2 separate regions of the Zea mays genome follow, and region 1 is linked to region 2. The links are chromatin contacts, called in public Hi-C maps. All regions are on one chromosome and are shown on one strand. Each heading gives the region's core, a stretch centred on a gene start, on an enhancer-like site or on the middle of the called end of the contact. The rest is flanking DNA. Distances are from core to core; before and after follow the strand shown.

What was found. Hi-C and Micro-C count contacts between places; a contact is called where the count stands out from the background.
Region 1: a contact with region 2 is called in a Hi-C map of ear, with 2.4 times the contacts expected there. The contact joins the enhancer-like site here to the promoter of LOC100279906 in region 2. A contact is called at or near these places in 5 of 25 Hi-C or Micro-C datasets (bundle sheath, ear, leaf and 1 more).

What each region holds. Positions count from the first base shown.
Region 1 is chr7:93,460,718-93,467,915 of Zm-B73-REFERENCE-NAM-5.0, reverse strand. It overlaps the pseudogene LOC100304321. Among protein-coding and RNA genes, the nearest start is that of LOC100279578, 43 kb to the right of the region's middle. Within about 2 kb of position 1,680, at least 6 of the 20 cell types and tissues checked have an H3K27ac peak or open chromatin away from gene starts, as enhancers often do. A contact at or near this core is called in ear, where this site is marked.
Region 2 is chr7:93,170,542-93,178,075 of Zm-B73-REFERENCE-NAM-5.0, reverse strand. LOC100279906 (RING/U-box superfamily protein) reads left to right here and starts at 4,207. Exons shown (of 5, transcript NM_001152858.1): 1 at 4,207-4,298; 2 at 4,951-5,786; 3 at 7,253-7,387; 4 at 7,458-7,534. The coding sequence starts at 5,212. LOC118472947 reads left to right here and starts at 917. Exons shown (of 3, transcript XM_035960965.1): 1 at 917-1,124; 2 at 1,211-1,324; 3 at 1,403-1,732. The coding sequence starts at 918. The coding sequence ends at 1,546. It overlaps LOC109941239 (a long non-coding RNA gene), which reads left to right and starts at 338. Exons shown (of 3, transcript XR_002263875.1): 1 at 338-446; 2 at 518-631; 3 at 714-800.

The sequences.
Region 1 (7,198 bases), core at 431-2,930, 290 kb before region 2:
TTTCGCGTCTTCATTCGTCGACTAGGTGAGTGCTCGTACGTTGCAACGAGAACATATAATAACATAATAACTTATATATAAAATATGTCTTATATTGTTATAAAAAATGTTTCATAATCTATTTGTAATCCTGGCCATATATAAATTTTGTTATTTTAATTTAGTTGTTTCACTACTACATTGAAACCATCAATATCATGCAGACTTTTGATATATGCCACGATCTGTATGGTCTCATTATTAAAGAGCACGTGCCACATCTACCGTTAGAAGTTCCCTCGTACACTGTCAGTCATCAGGTACGCACCACCATACACGCTTGCTTAAACAAAAAAGACAAATGCATGTGTTTGCGAAGAGAATTAAAGGCAGACCAGCACAAAAGCTACCCCGACGATGGCGAGTGGTCATTGCTATCGGTCATCCTCTGCGTCACCTCTGGCCAAGATGACGCCATAGTCCTTGATATAGTAATCATTGAACATGCACGACATGGCGAGTATCGATGACTCTTGGCTAGGCTGCCAAACGAAGTGCACCCCGGGCTCATCAGCGAGGTAGTACACCTAGCCTTTGCACCACCAGATGTGCTACTTCTCTACATACATCTTGTTCGAGGACATTCACACAACGTCAGCAACGATCGTCGTCCCAGCGCACAAGAATTCATGGCCGGTCAGTAGTGACTTACATGGCAGGTTGAGCTTCAGGTGGATGATGAGCTGGACGGCGTGACAGCGCCGTTGTCGGATGCGGTGCCCAGAACAACCCGAGAGTCGCCGACGTTTGGCGACGACCATGAGGTCCCCCTGTTTGAAGATGGACAGCGTGGTGCAGCCACTCTGGACCGCGTCCAAGCGGCGGCTGCGCCGGAGCTTGTCGAACACAGCGACGCATGCAGTCACGTAGTATAACTTCCAGAGGTCGAACTGACAGGCACCAAGCTTTTCTCGTCGTCGATGAGCGACGCCAATGCGAGCGCTTCCTGCCAGTGGTGTTTGTTCGGGGTTTCCAAATAAGAAACATGGATTTATCTTTGGCGTTGGTTTATGAAAATGACTCACAAGTCAGATCCATGAAAAATATATTACGGAGAATAAATGTCACACATATAAAAAAAGAATTTAAGTTGAAAACATCAAACAAAAAAATTGCATGCAAGACTCTTCTTTAAATAGTACTTCCTCTATCTAAAAATATAATTCAGGAATCTCGTTGATAATTATCTACTACTACACATTGTGCAAGGGTAGCCGGTAGGCTTTAAGACAGATGTAGTAGATATTTTTACTGTAACAGATATTGATATAAACACACATGTGGTAGTGGTAGCTACGAGCATATTTGCTTGAGGGGCACATTTGTGTTTTTTAATTTAATTTTAGCTAGGCGTGAGATGCACGTTGGAATGAGAATGAGCTTTGCGGGGAGAGGGAATGAGAAAGACAGTACGGGGAGAAGGAATGTAAATGGCAGAACACGGAATGACAGCTAGGAATGAGAATGGACTTTGCGGGAAAGTTAGAATGAGAAAGACAGTACGGTGACGGAACTATCCCTTACCACCTTACTATTGAATAGAGATTTGGCACGAGAGCCGAGCGTCCCGCAAGCGCCCCACGTCTGCACCGGAGTAAACGATGTCTCGGGCGATGGGAAACCAACCTGCAGCTCCTGCGACGCGCCGTCGCTAGCCTCACAGTGCCACCGCCAGCCCCCTAGTGATCCCCCAACGGCCTCCCGCTTCCTGTGGCGTCGTGCGCCACTGACACCTCCCACCCCCACCCACCCCGTCGTCTGAAACCCAGCCGGCCAGCCGGCCTCCCGCTCCCTGTGATGCCATGGAGGCGCAAGCTACAACAGGCACAACAGAACAGGTATTGAGTAGTAATGCTTTATTGTCCTGAGCTCCTGACTTTACATTTCTGTTGGTGTGTAAACAATCTCAGGTGAACATGTGCATTTTTTTGAAAGCTCCTGCACGAACCAATGAAACATGTAGCTTCTACAGTCATGAAAACATTATTGTGTTCAGTTCTTATTCATGACAGCCATGTTTTCAGTTCTTATTCATACCAGCCAATTTGAACTTCCTTTTACACAGCAGGATTCATATTGTAGTTGTAGCTTCTGATCAATGTTCATAGTGCCTAGGATCGATTCCTAAGCCTCCAGAATACCAATTCGTAACTACAATTCCTCGATAACGACTAGATCTATTATACTGAGAGGAACAGAGGTACATACCTTCATTGTTGTTCATCGCAGCAGCCATGGCGGCGGCGTCTTACAGCGAAGATCTGCCTCCTCCACCTCCCTGCATGTGGCGAGGAGACTGGTTCTTGTCGCTGGTCGGCGATGGAGTGACTCCTCTATTGGCAGTTGGCACCTACAGGGGAAGCTTAGATCCTGATCCCGTTGGGGAGTCTACGCGGATCAAAGCCATGAGCCGCATCTCTTCCAGTCACTCTGAGCGCTTAGGTGATAAGGACCTCTGTAAAGTGTCGATTAGACTTTTGTGATCGAGTGATTAGCGTTGGCTAAACCCGTCGGCCCCCTTAATCTATTGATATGGTGTCGTGTAACTAGAGACTGCAACCAATAGTTAGAATAGCTCCCTGATCAGGGGCACGATTAGACGATTAATGTTAACACTATCCCAATAACTGTTAACCGGCTAGCGTAGAGGACACACCTTAACACCGTCAACTAGTAAACAGATTTCATTTTACTTAGTTCTGCATACCTAGAGCATCTGTTCTCAAGTGAAGGCACAGTTTTGCTCGTTATCCAAGAGCTGCTACTAATTAGTATCATGTCACCGGTACATATATAGTTTTCCCTTTGTAGATGTCAGCCCATTTCAGTTACTAATGTAATTTCCTTTTTAATATGTGCATTCTGTAGGCTGCTGATCCAAAAGAATGAAGCCATCCATGGTCTGACTGCAAATATCGACAACATGTTTTGGACAAGACATTTAGCGATATAGGTCGTCATTAGTTTTAACATTTACAAAAGAACAATATTTGTTTTCAATTGAAGTTTAAACTTGCAGACTGTATAGTTGTGATTACAACAAGTATTGCGGATCCTGTCACTTTAAACCATTGTTTAGTTGCCTTAATCAAAGTGAGGGTCAGAATTGTATGGTGTTCTTTGATATTGCAGTAGATGCTCCACTAAGTTCAATGAAAAGTTCATGTTGGTCTTTACGAAACAAAAATGACTGTATGGTGTCTATGTATGTGGCTTGATACACATGATGTGGCAGTGGCAGACGCTGTTGGAGTAGTATCATTGTTTTTGGATTTAAAGTTTTAAGGATGTCCCAATATTTATGTATTGGAAGAAATAGTTTTTGGAACTTGTTGGAGATGCTCTAATGTCTTGGCAAAGCATGGCAGAGTTGCTTACTACATTACTGACCACGCCTGTAGCGTTTGTCTTTGCCTTTATCCTCCTTAGATCACGCCTGTACGGTTGCCTTTGCCTTTATCCTCCTTAGATCCGGCACCTATGGAGTTTGAGTTTTAAGAGCACCTAGAGGTGGATGAATAGGTGATCCTGCGAAAATCAATTCTAAACAAGTCAAACTTAGTTTATAACAAGTGTTAGTAATATCCAAAACCAAGTTATGATGAATAGAGGTAGAGAGTAGAAGAGAACTCTTCACTTCATTGTTCCTTTAAGGTATGTATTAAACTTAGGACAATAACACAAGTGATAATATGAGAACTCTTTGGAAGATAACTATCGCAATAAAGAAATGCACAAAAGACATGACAATTTATCTCGAGGTTCGGCCAATACCTACTCCACGTTGTGGTGACCTCATTCGGTAAGGGTTGCACTCAACCCCTCTCAAGTGATCCAAAAATCAAACTTGAGTAATGTTGGTCACTTGTTCTCAAATATTACAAATCTACTGTAACAGAAGATGACATGACTATGATGAAAAAACTGGGCTATTTTGGGGAGTCTGAGAGCAAGCTTGTTCGATTTGCTGGGGAGAGATAATTCCGGAGACGAGGGATGACGAAGTTATCATCTTTAAGAGCTTCTTAAGAGCAGGGCTTTGGTTCCCGCTAAATGATATGATAGGGGAGGTTCTAAAGAACTTTGAAATATACCTTCATCAGCTGACCCCCAATGCTATTGTTAGACTTAGTGTCTACATATGGGCTCTCCGAAGCCAGGGAATGGATGCGAATGCCGAAGCTTTCTACCGGGTGCACGAACTTCACTACCAAACGAAGGCTAGAGCAGATGGCCTTCACAGGAACTTTGGCTGCTACAATTTTGCGTAATAGAAAGATACGAAGGCCCCGGTTATTGGCTATCATACCAAGTGGTCGACTGGATGGATAATGAATGGTTTTACCTGAAAGCAGATGAGAAAAATAGGGAGAAGCTAATGAGCATGGTTATGAGTCCGTTAAAGTTGAACTTCGGCCTGACACGACCCTTATGCAATATGCAATTGGGGTTACCCTGCCAGCTGGCTGAAGTAGAAAATTTAGAGTGGTAGCCGAGCACATCAGTACTAGAGACTTAGTGCAAGAATATTTATCAAACAGAACATATATGACTTCTAGTGGTTGGGGAATGCCGAAGAGAAAAGAAGTGGGAAAGAAGCACGAGCTTGTACGGCTCCCTTATCGCTTTAAGTTTAGGGTTTAGGCTAGATATGATTGAGATCATGTTCAACGAAATACTTGGGAATTCTACCAAGAAAGAAGATCAGTTGATGACTGTAGCCTTTGGTACCCGGCCAAAACGAAGATTGAACCGGATAGTGGACGCCTTGAATTTCGAATACCCTGACTATGAAAAGCTTGACAAAGGGGACGAAGGGGTGCAAAGGAAACAGGTTGTCATCATCCTGAATAGGCAAGCTGCCCGGCTGATAAAAGAAGATGAAGTTTTTTTGAAGAAAGCGAAAATAGCTCTGTAACACCCTAATTTTGGTGGTATAAAATTTCTTTCTAATTATCACCCAAAATCATGTCTTACTCTTCTCTCTCTCTAGATTCTCTCTCCCTTTTTCCTTTTGATCAGAGATAGCTTAAACTAGTAGAGATTAATTATTTATTTTTTGTCAAAACCTTATGAGTCATGACATGTTGCATCATACTGAGCTTAAAATATTCTTTGAAGTGTTGCACAGGTTTGAATTTATTTGAATTTGAAACCTAATTTGAATTTGGATTTGAAAACCCTATAGAAAAGAAATAGAAAAGAAATTAGAAAATCCAGAGAAAAAGAAAAGGAGAAAGCAGCCCAAACCAGCCCACTAAGCCTAGCCAGGCCGCGCGCCCGCGCCGCCTGACAGGCGGACCCCGCCTGACAGCGACGGTTCTCCCTCGCATGCCCCCTCTCTCTCGCTCGCTGCCCAGTGGAGCCGACCTGTCGGCGCCAGTTTCCTTCACCCGTTCGCTCTCTCTCTCTCCCTCTGTCTCGCGGGCCCAGTTCGCCAGTGCCGAGCCGTTGCCCTCGCGCGTCCCCCTTTTTCTCTCTGCGTCGTGGGCCTACCTTGTCAATTCTGCCTTCCCCGCTCTCGTCGTGGACCGGCGAGTGCGCACTCGCGCACGTCGCTGGGTTTCTCGGCCATGACGCCTGCCCACGCACCTAGCTCCCCTTTTTTAGAGCCCCGCCAGTGCCCCTCGCACACCCCTCGCCTCACTTCGCTCGACTTCACCCTCTCTCGCGCTCTGCCCACGCCGCTAGCCGCCGCCGGAGACCCGTGCCCGCGTTCCCAACCATCCAGCTCGCCGGAGACCGCTCCAAGCCTCCCCGAGCTCCGCCCCGAGGCGAGACATCCGTCCCCGTGCCCAATTTCCCTTATTGCGCCCTGTGTTCGTCCAATTTCGCCTTCGCCGGTACTCGACCGCGGCGGTCCGCCGTGCTCGCGCGGTGGCCGGCCGATTTAGCCCAGTCTAGCTCACCGGACTAGTTCCCTATGTCACCCCTATCTCTGCTAAAGCCAGCCAAGGCCTTAGCGCGCCTTAAGTCCCCTCCCTGTGGCCGGAATCGCTCACCGGAGTTTCTCCGGCCCGCCCGAGACTCTCTCACCACCGTTCTCCCCTCTCTGCCCGTGGATTCATGGCCTCTTCCCCGCCATTGAGTTTGTCCTGGCACCCTCTTCCCCTCTACCCAACTCTGGCGACCCCGAAGCCACCGTAGCCCACGCCTGCCTCAACTCCAGCGACCTCACCGCCGAGGAGAGGAGCAGCGCCGCCCGCAGCCGTTTGTTTCCTCGGTCTGATCCCCTCCGTTCGATTCAGATCGAACGGCTCGGACCGCGGGTACCGCTTCGCGCACGCGCGCCTGACGCCCTGACCCACCTGTCAGCGCCGCCCGCAGCCGCTCATCCTTCCCGGTCTGTTTTCCCCCGTCCGATCTTGATCGAACGGCTCGGACCCCCTCGGACCCCCGCGTCCAATCTTGATCGAACGGCTCGGGCCCCCTCGGACCCCTACAGCCGTCTGTTTCCCCTCTGGCGCAGGGCCCACTCGGTCAGCGCTCTCCCCCTCTGTCTCAGCCGTCGGTTTCTGATCCAACGGTTGAGGGAGCCCGATACCCCTTCGCGTGGCTGTTTTGCTTAAGAAACCCCCTGGTTTTAGGAAATCAACCCGCCGTCCTCTGTTTTAGCGCGCAAGCCCCTGTAATCTTGCAGATTTAGCCCTGTACTTTTAAATATTCACCGAATTAGCCCTAATTTCATATTTTGAATTCCCAAACTTGTTTATTTCATAACTTTTGCATATGAACTCTAAATTTAGTGATTCAAATTGCAAAATGTTCATAGGATTATTCTTTGTCTAAATAAAATAGTTTCAATTACCGTGTGCACATTCTAATTTTTATGATTGAATATGAACTAATATAGATGTAGTTTCATTTATTTAATAAAATAAATAAAAAGGAGAACCTTAGAGATTTAAACCTGTTTAAGCTTGTGAAATTAATAATATGCATTACATAAGTTCAGCCCTGTTCTAAGTTTTAGGCCACCATAAAATAAATTGATCTATGATTTTGTACTTGTAAATAACACTTAGGAGAAATAGTAATCTATTTTCCAACAAAGTTAATGTAGGTTATAGTTTATGTTATACTTTGAATCCATTATCCCTTATGTAGTATTGTGTCTTTTTAAAGATGTGTTTCAATGTTTGTACATGTTTGGTGTGAT
Region 2 (7,534 bases), core at 2,958-5,457:
ACGTTACAAGTTGCCTGAAGATGGAAGTATGAACGATCGTGCACGGATCGTTTTTAACAAGAGCGCGACTACCTTGGTTAGGGATCAGATGTATTATGCTCGGATCCAGGTCACTTCTGATTACATATTAAGGCAGGAAGGACGTCGGCCACGTTCCAAAAGTGAGGCATCAAACAAATACTTAACCAAAGAAGAATATCTTGAGGTAAATTGTTTTTATCCTAATTCATGTCCAAGTGTTAGTACTAACAATACATTGGATCGAAATAAAGTTTTCAGACTCGGTGCCATGGATGGCATCAAATGAGGTTGGTTGGCGGGCTGTATGCAAATATTGGGCAACAGATGGATTTAAAGGTGTTTCATTGAGAAACAGCTCAAATCGTGGGCATGATGTTCACCACAGATATGGTGGTGATGGCCACGTTCGTTTGGCAAAGCGCATGGTAAGTGTAATTTATGGTCGTGCATATCATGAATCTTCTATGTGTTTTATGTTATTTTCTTTTGCCTGTAGGAAGCTAGTTCTGGTGTTACGCCGAGTGATGTTCAGGTTTACCTTAGAGGTCACAGGGGGTCGGATCCTACAAATCCAGAACAGTTGTGTTCTCAGTCAGCTGCTGAGCGTGTGGTGAGACTTTCGCAACTAGTTACAATGCACTTCTATTCTAAGAGTCGAGAAAAATATAACTGCATTGTTTATTATTTGTCAGGCCTCATATGGTGCTTCCATGATGTCGGAGCATGGGCAAGACTATGATTGGATGAATCAGCCTATCGATCCTCAGATTGTGTATGCTAGTGGAGGCGGAAAACCTCATGGACGGTGAGTTTGCTATTATTAATTCGTCGATTTGATCTTTTTTAACATGATGTGTTGCGTGTTTAACTTCTTTCTATTTTTTTGTAGTTACCCCATGTTTGGTAGTGTTATCGACTCGACTCAGGTGAGGCCTGAAAGGTCTCACCCATCGAGGTCGTCTAGCCGTGGTCCTCGCTCTAGTACCCAAGGAAACGCCGAGCTGATCCGGGTGCAGGAAGCTTTGAGGCGGCAGGAGGAGTATAACAAGCAACAACAAGAGTACTGGGCTGCTCAATTTGCACGACAGCAGGAGATGATGCAGGTAATTAGATCCTCGTGAGCCTCTACTATAATTGGAGCACATATTTTCTAATATATCCTCGTAACATAGCTTTCAATTTCTTTCAGCAAATAGCACTAGGACAACGTCCAGATTTTTCAGCCATGACTATGCCAACTCCTCCACCTATCCCGCAGTTTGTACCGACTCCACAATTTAGTTGGCCCACACCTGCACCTCAGGTTATATTACTTGACTTTTTCTTTTGACATTGCATAACAAGAATTTAACTACTAACACATTTTTTTTGAATGTTGTAGGTCCCTCCAGGAAACTTGCTAACTCCGGGAAATGAGGACTCTGAAGATGCAGTCGCTTCTTTTGTGGATGGTCTTCTAAACAGCGGAGGAGCTAGCAGATCAAATCAACCCCATCCATTTGATCAACCTCCTCCATTTGAGTAGTTTGTCTCCTTGTGTTTTTCTCGTACTATGGACTTGTGAACTTGTGGTATTGTGAACGAACTTGTGCTATTGTGAACTTGTGAACTTGTGAACATGTGAACTTGTGAACTTGTGCTTTAATTTGTGGACGGATGAACATTTTGTGAATTTAATTGTGTGTTTCATGTGAAACGATGAATTATGGATATTTGTGGTATTGTATGTGATTCTGGATGAATTATTGGAAACTGGATATTGATTGAATTTGTGTGATTGTTTGTAAAATAAAAAGCAGGCAAATTCTGTTTCTCTGTTTTTTAATTACTTCTGACGGCCCCTTATTTCCGACGGGGCCGTCGGAAATAAGTTGTGACGGCGTCAGGCGCCGACGGCCGGCCGTCTGCGGGGCCCACCTCACTTTATTTCCGACGGTCCCACGCCGGCCGTCGGAAATAAACTTATTTCCGATGGCCCCGTCGGAAACGCGGATACTTCCGACTGGGTATCCCCTACGGCGTTACTTCCGACGGGACCTGCCTTAAGCCGTCGGAAGTAACTACTTCTGACGGTTCAGTGCTTATTTCCGACGGTTTAGGCCGTCGGAAACTGAACGTTTTCCTGTAGTGTCAATTAGGGCTATGGAGGAGTCATGTAATTTATTTAGTTATTTTGTACAGAAACTTCTATTATGTAATAAAGATGTGACATTGTTTTCTGTACCCCGAGTCGCCATATGTGTGAGACTTGATCCTGACACACATGTCACCATATCTGGATTTGTCCTTAAATCCAGGTGTGACATGTGCCCCAACAGAATGACATTGTTGAACACAAGAATCAGATCCTTGTTAAGATGGCTAGAATGATGCTCGATGAGCATAGGACTCCTAGGCGATTTTGGGCCGAATCTATCAACATTGTCTGCCATGTGTCCAATCGCATATTTCTTTGTGCTTTTATGAACAAGACTTCTTATGAGTTGCGATTTGGATGGACACCCAATGTTAGCCATTTCAGGATGTTTGGCTGCAGATGCTTTATGTTGAAACATCACAATTTGAACAAATTCGAGTTGTAGTCTACTGATGGTGTTTTTCTTGGTTATGCATTACACTACCATGCTTACCATGTTCTTACCCTTGAAACTAATAGTATCATGGAGACCTCTGAGGTGAACTTTGATGAAACTTCGCCTAATCCATCCTCTATCTTTGAGCATGCGGTCCAGGTCAGATGGGTGAGACCATCTTTGTAGAGGAGGAACAAGACGACACCGATTGAGGTAATCCCGAGCCATCTTCACTTGTTGTACCAGTCGAGCCTGCTTCCACTACTTCGGCCAACAGACTCGACATCACTTCTTCCACGACTTGGGGTCCACTCGAGCTACAGCCTGCTAGGCATGGAGGCGATCAGGCTGATGTTAACCTCTTCGAGGATGCACCACGACACATTCAACGTTGTCACCCACTTCAGTAGATGTTCGAGGAGCTTCACGAGTGAGTCACTCACTATATGCCACAATGGATTTATCACTTTTCTCACTCTCTTTTGTTGCTTCTTTTGAGCCTCAGGATGTTGGAAACACTTTCTCTGATCCTAACTAGGCCAATGCCATGCATGAGGAGCTTAAAAACTTTGAGAGGAACCAGATTTGGGTTTTGGTTCCACCGCCTCAAAACTGCCACCTAATTGGTACAAAATGGGTTTTAAAAAACAATCAAAGCAAGGATGGGTTGGTAGTTCAAAACAAAGCTTGATGGGGTTGATTCGCCCGCAACCCGTAGTGCATACTAGCAAATATTCAGCAATTCAAGGTTTGCTTCAGCTTCAGCCATTTAAGGATTACTTTAACGTACAACATGAACAAATATTTAGCTATTCAAGGTTTATTTTGGCCATTCAATGTTTACTTCAATGTACAATAAAAACAAATATTCAGCCATTTAAGGGTTACTTCAGACATTCTCATCAATTCAAAGTGTTGAGTCGAGGACGAGAGCTGACTGCTGCGACAGATGAATGAAGGCACCACACCGAAAATTTGTGGACGTTGGTGCAACGACTGGATCGAAGCAGAGTTTGACTAATTACAGACGGCGGTCGAGTGGGTCATGCGAGCGGCGACATGGGGAATCAGTTGGGTGGGCTGGTGCGAGTGGTGGTTTGTAGGATTTAATTAGGTAGGGTTATGTCTCGCTGAGTGATGAATAACGCCGCCCTATGTATTGTTATACTGTATTTTTAATTACATTAAACATAAAAAATTATAAATTCGTAATATATTCCTTTTATTTTATATATACTTCTACTATAAAACAAAGGTAAAATCCCTTTAGTTTCTTGGTTCTTACTGCGAGGGAAGAGACAAATAAAATGTATAAAAAGATTGCGAAAATCGCTGTGGCTACCTACCATAGCCGACACGTTCTTCTTGCTAGAAGCGAGGTGTCAGCCACGCCCTCCTAACACGCATACGCCAGGTCCATGGGACCACTCTCACTCATACTCCCTCGTCCCTCCGTGCCAAAACGAAAGGGACCGCTGCTCTGCTCTGCCTGCCTCCCCTTCATCCTCCACTTCTTCCTCTTGGTCTGGTTCGGGCAGAGCATCCGCACCTGCTCGGCCGATTACCCCGGCGTTTTCTGTTCCCTTTCACCCCGCGTGCGGGCGCTATCCTTCCCGTGGCGACGTCTGGGTGACCGCTGCCGCAGCCCTACACTAGGTTCCTAGGTATTCGCCGGGCCCTTCCCCGGCGACGAGCACCCACCATGTATGTCCACCCCTTCCTCTTCCATACCTTACAAAACCTACCCAAACCCTAAATTAAACTGTTTGGCTATTTGTATTCGGATCTGATCTAACTACAAATGCTTACATGTATTACTATGCCTACTATTTCGATTTTCTTTTGCAAATATTATCGGGTCTTATTATTGCTCGGCTATCTTGGTCTCACGCCTCAGTTCCTCTTGCGAAGCTGTTAAGCATAGCATATGTTATGTTAACCTATCTTAAAAGGACTTCCAGACATAGATTTTAAGAGAGTCATTTTGTAGGGCTATTCTTTTTCTCCTTGCGAGCCAATACCATTAGTAAATTAGTGACTTATTTGAAGTTCATAGATAGTCTATCAGGCTGGTCTCCTGGGTCATTTCCCTAGCAGAGCAGGTTTCCGGTTCTCTACAAGCGTTCTGTATAAGAGGTCCCAGTTACATCAAGTTCCATTCCAGCAATCAATTTGGATAGTATTGATAGTTTACGCTAAAAATTCACACTTCCTCGGATTAAACTCATAAATCATGGCCTTTCACAGTAATCGAATCTAATACTCACAGCTTAGCCTACGTGAACTAATATTTTTTGTATAGTGGTTCAGTATATTTACGAATAACTCTACTATGTTTGCATGTATATGACAAAAGGTACATGAGAAATCCTTTTTCAAATTTGTAGCTTAGGCTACCTCTGTGGGGATCTTCTGTGAAGCAAGAGAAGTTACCTAGCACACAACTCAAAGTTCAGTAGATTATTGAGGATCAACATTTCAGCCATCTGTATGTTAGTTAATATGATGGCCGATGGTAACATCTGGTTAGAAAGATAGAAACTCATTATTGCGCTACATATGGTAGTGCCCATTCGACATAAGAACTAAGCTGGACATTGGTAGATCCAAGTTATTAATGGCGCACACTTCCTGTGATGGTGTACATCATGTTATAAGTGTAGCACATGGGGAAACTGCATCAACATCAACCAGTCATCAAGATATGTGCAGTGACTCGGATGAACCACATCAGGAAGATAGGCTATCAACAAGCACACAAACCCTGTCATCAGAGTCTTCGCCATCAATATCACCAACTGCTTATAGCACCAGAAATTTATCTTTTCCTAGAAGAGATAGTATATATGGTCATGGAAGAAGTCCATGGAATTCTGGTTTATGGATCTCGTTTGAAATTGTCATGTACATTGCTCAGGTTGTAGCTGCTATTGTCATCCTCATCTTTTCAAGACATGAACATCCCCATGCTCCTTTGTTCGCATGGATAATTGGATATACACTTGGCTGCATTGCTAGTCTTCCTCTTATTTATTGGCGGTATGTTCATCGAAACAGACATTTGGATCAAGAACCTCAGCAGCCACCTACAACATATCCTACTTTGACTCCTTCTCAGTCATCAGAAGGACGCAACCATCGTACCAGTGGTATTGTTTTGCATCTTGGATGTATCTCAATTTCTTGCCCAAGGTAACTTTTAGTCCATGCCACTTTCCAACCTGGTAGATGAATGGACAAATTGTTAGTTCGATTGAATGGGTTATTATAACCAGGGTGTCCAAGAATTAATTTATTTTGAGCAATTCTTTAGTTTGCATAACATTGTTTGTTAGTTATTTAAAAAGCTGCAATATGGGAACACAGTTTTGAAGAGAGTAAATAAAAAATTATCTTGATGGTTCACAAAGATCATTATGACTGGTTATTTTGCCATATAAGTTGTAGATGCATATTGAGATGGGTGTGCGCACGCCATGTGGATGGCATGAGAGTAGCATACCAGCATTGTTTTCAAGTCGTCCGATTAATCGCGTTATCCAAGTCGGTTTGGAAAAATCGTGATTAATCGCCAAGTCATCCGACTAATCGTGATTAATCGCCCAGGTCGGTCCGCCAGAACGACCAGCAAGTCGTCCGACTTGAAAACATTGCATACCAGTCATCAAAACTACCTGATAATCTCGTTGAAGACATTAATCCAAGTCCAATGACTAAAATACTATGGTTCTGTGGGTCAAGGCCTATCTGAACCAATGGTACAAGTCTAATGGTCCATGATGAAATGCAACCAATTAAAAGAGGAAAACAACATAACTGAGTAAAAATAGAAGCAAACGAACTTATTGGTTTCTGTACATTTTTTGTTTGGTTTACAAGGTAGCGTTATTTGCAGGGACATTATTTTATTTGATCCAGTGTGAATTTGCTGCATGGTTAGTTCTAGGATGTCTTTCTACACATACTTCCTTTTTTCTCCATACTCAGTTGCTCATTTTAATTGGCTTTAGATAAATTAGGCCAAGATATACAGTTGAAACTGTGTTCGCACAAGACACATGTACCGATTTTAGCATGCCATAGTCACTAAATTTTCCAAAGGTACAAATTACAGCACATTTAATTTCTGGAGTCATGTTTTGTCATTTTTAGGCATGTAATAAATACCATAGGAAGGATTCTACACCACATCTGTACAATATTGCGTAAAGTTTTGCCATCTGTTCACGAGTTCTAGAGCCATAGAAGACTTCTTTTTACATGGAAATTTTGAATTTCGTACTTACGTAGCATATAGCATGGTCAGTCTCAACTTATCCTGTAACATCATCATGCATGTTAGGTGGGGTCCTCTCATATTAAGTGAGGAAAAACAGTAGATGGAGCATGTCCGCTTCAGAAGCATCATTAGCTTTGCAGAAGAATGGTCCTTTGTTCTTGTGTTTGTTTAAATGCACACGATAATGGAGATCATGACATGTGTTGTCCAGTGTTCACCTGAAAGTTGAACTTTTGATAGTTTGAGTACTCAAGTGAGTTTCAAAGTTGGCTAGTAGCATCTTGAAGAATTGAGTGGTCTGATATATTGAGTCATTAGTTTTATCTGGAAACTGAAATGAACATTGTGGTCTGAACTCTGAAGTGATTACATATTACAGGCTTAGTGTGCTGGCTTATCACTTCAAGACAGGTGTTGACTGTTTCTTTGCTGTATGGTTTGTTGTTGGCAATGTGTGGATTTTTGGTGGGCGCAGTATTTCATCAGATGCTCAGGACGCTCCCAATATGTACAGGTATCTGCATTGCTCTCTGTTTCTTTTGTTGTCTGTTGAATTCACACGTGACCTTGCTCCCTTTCGCCAGGTTGTGTTTGGCATTCCTTGCGCTTAGTTGTGTTGGATATGCCATTCCTTTTATAATGTGTGCAGCAATATGCTGCT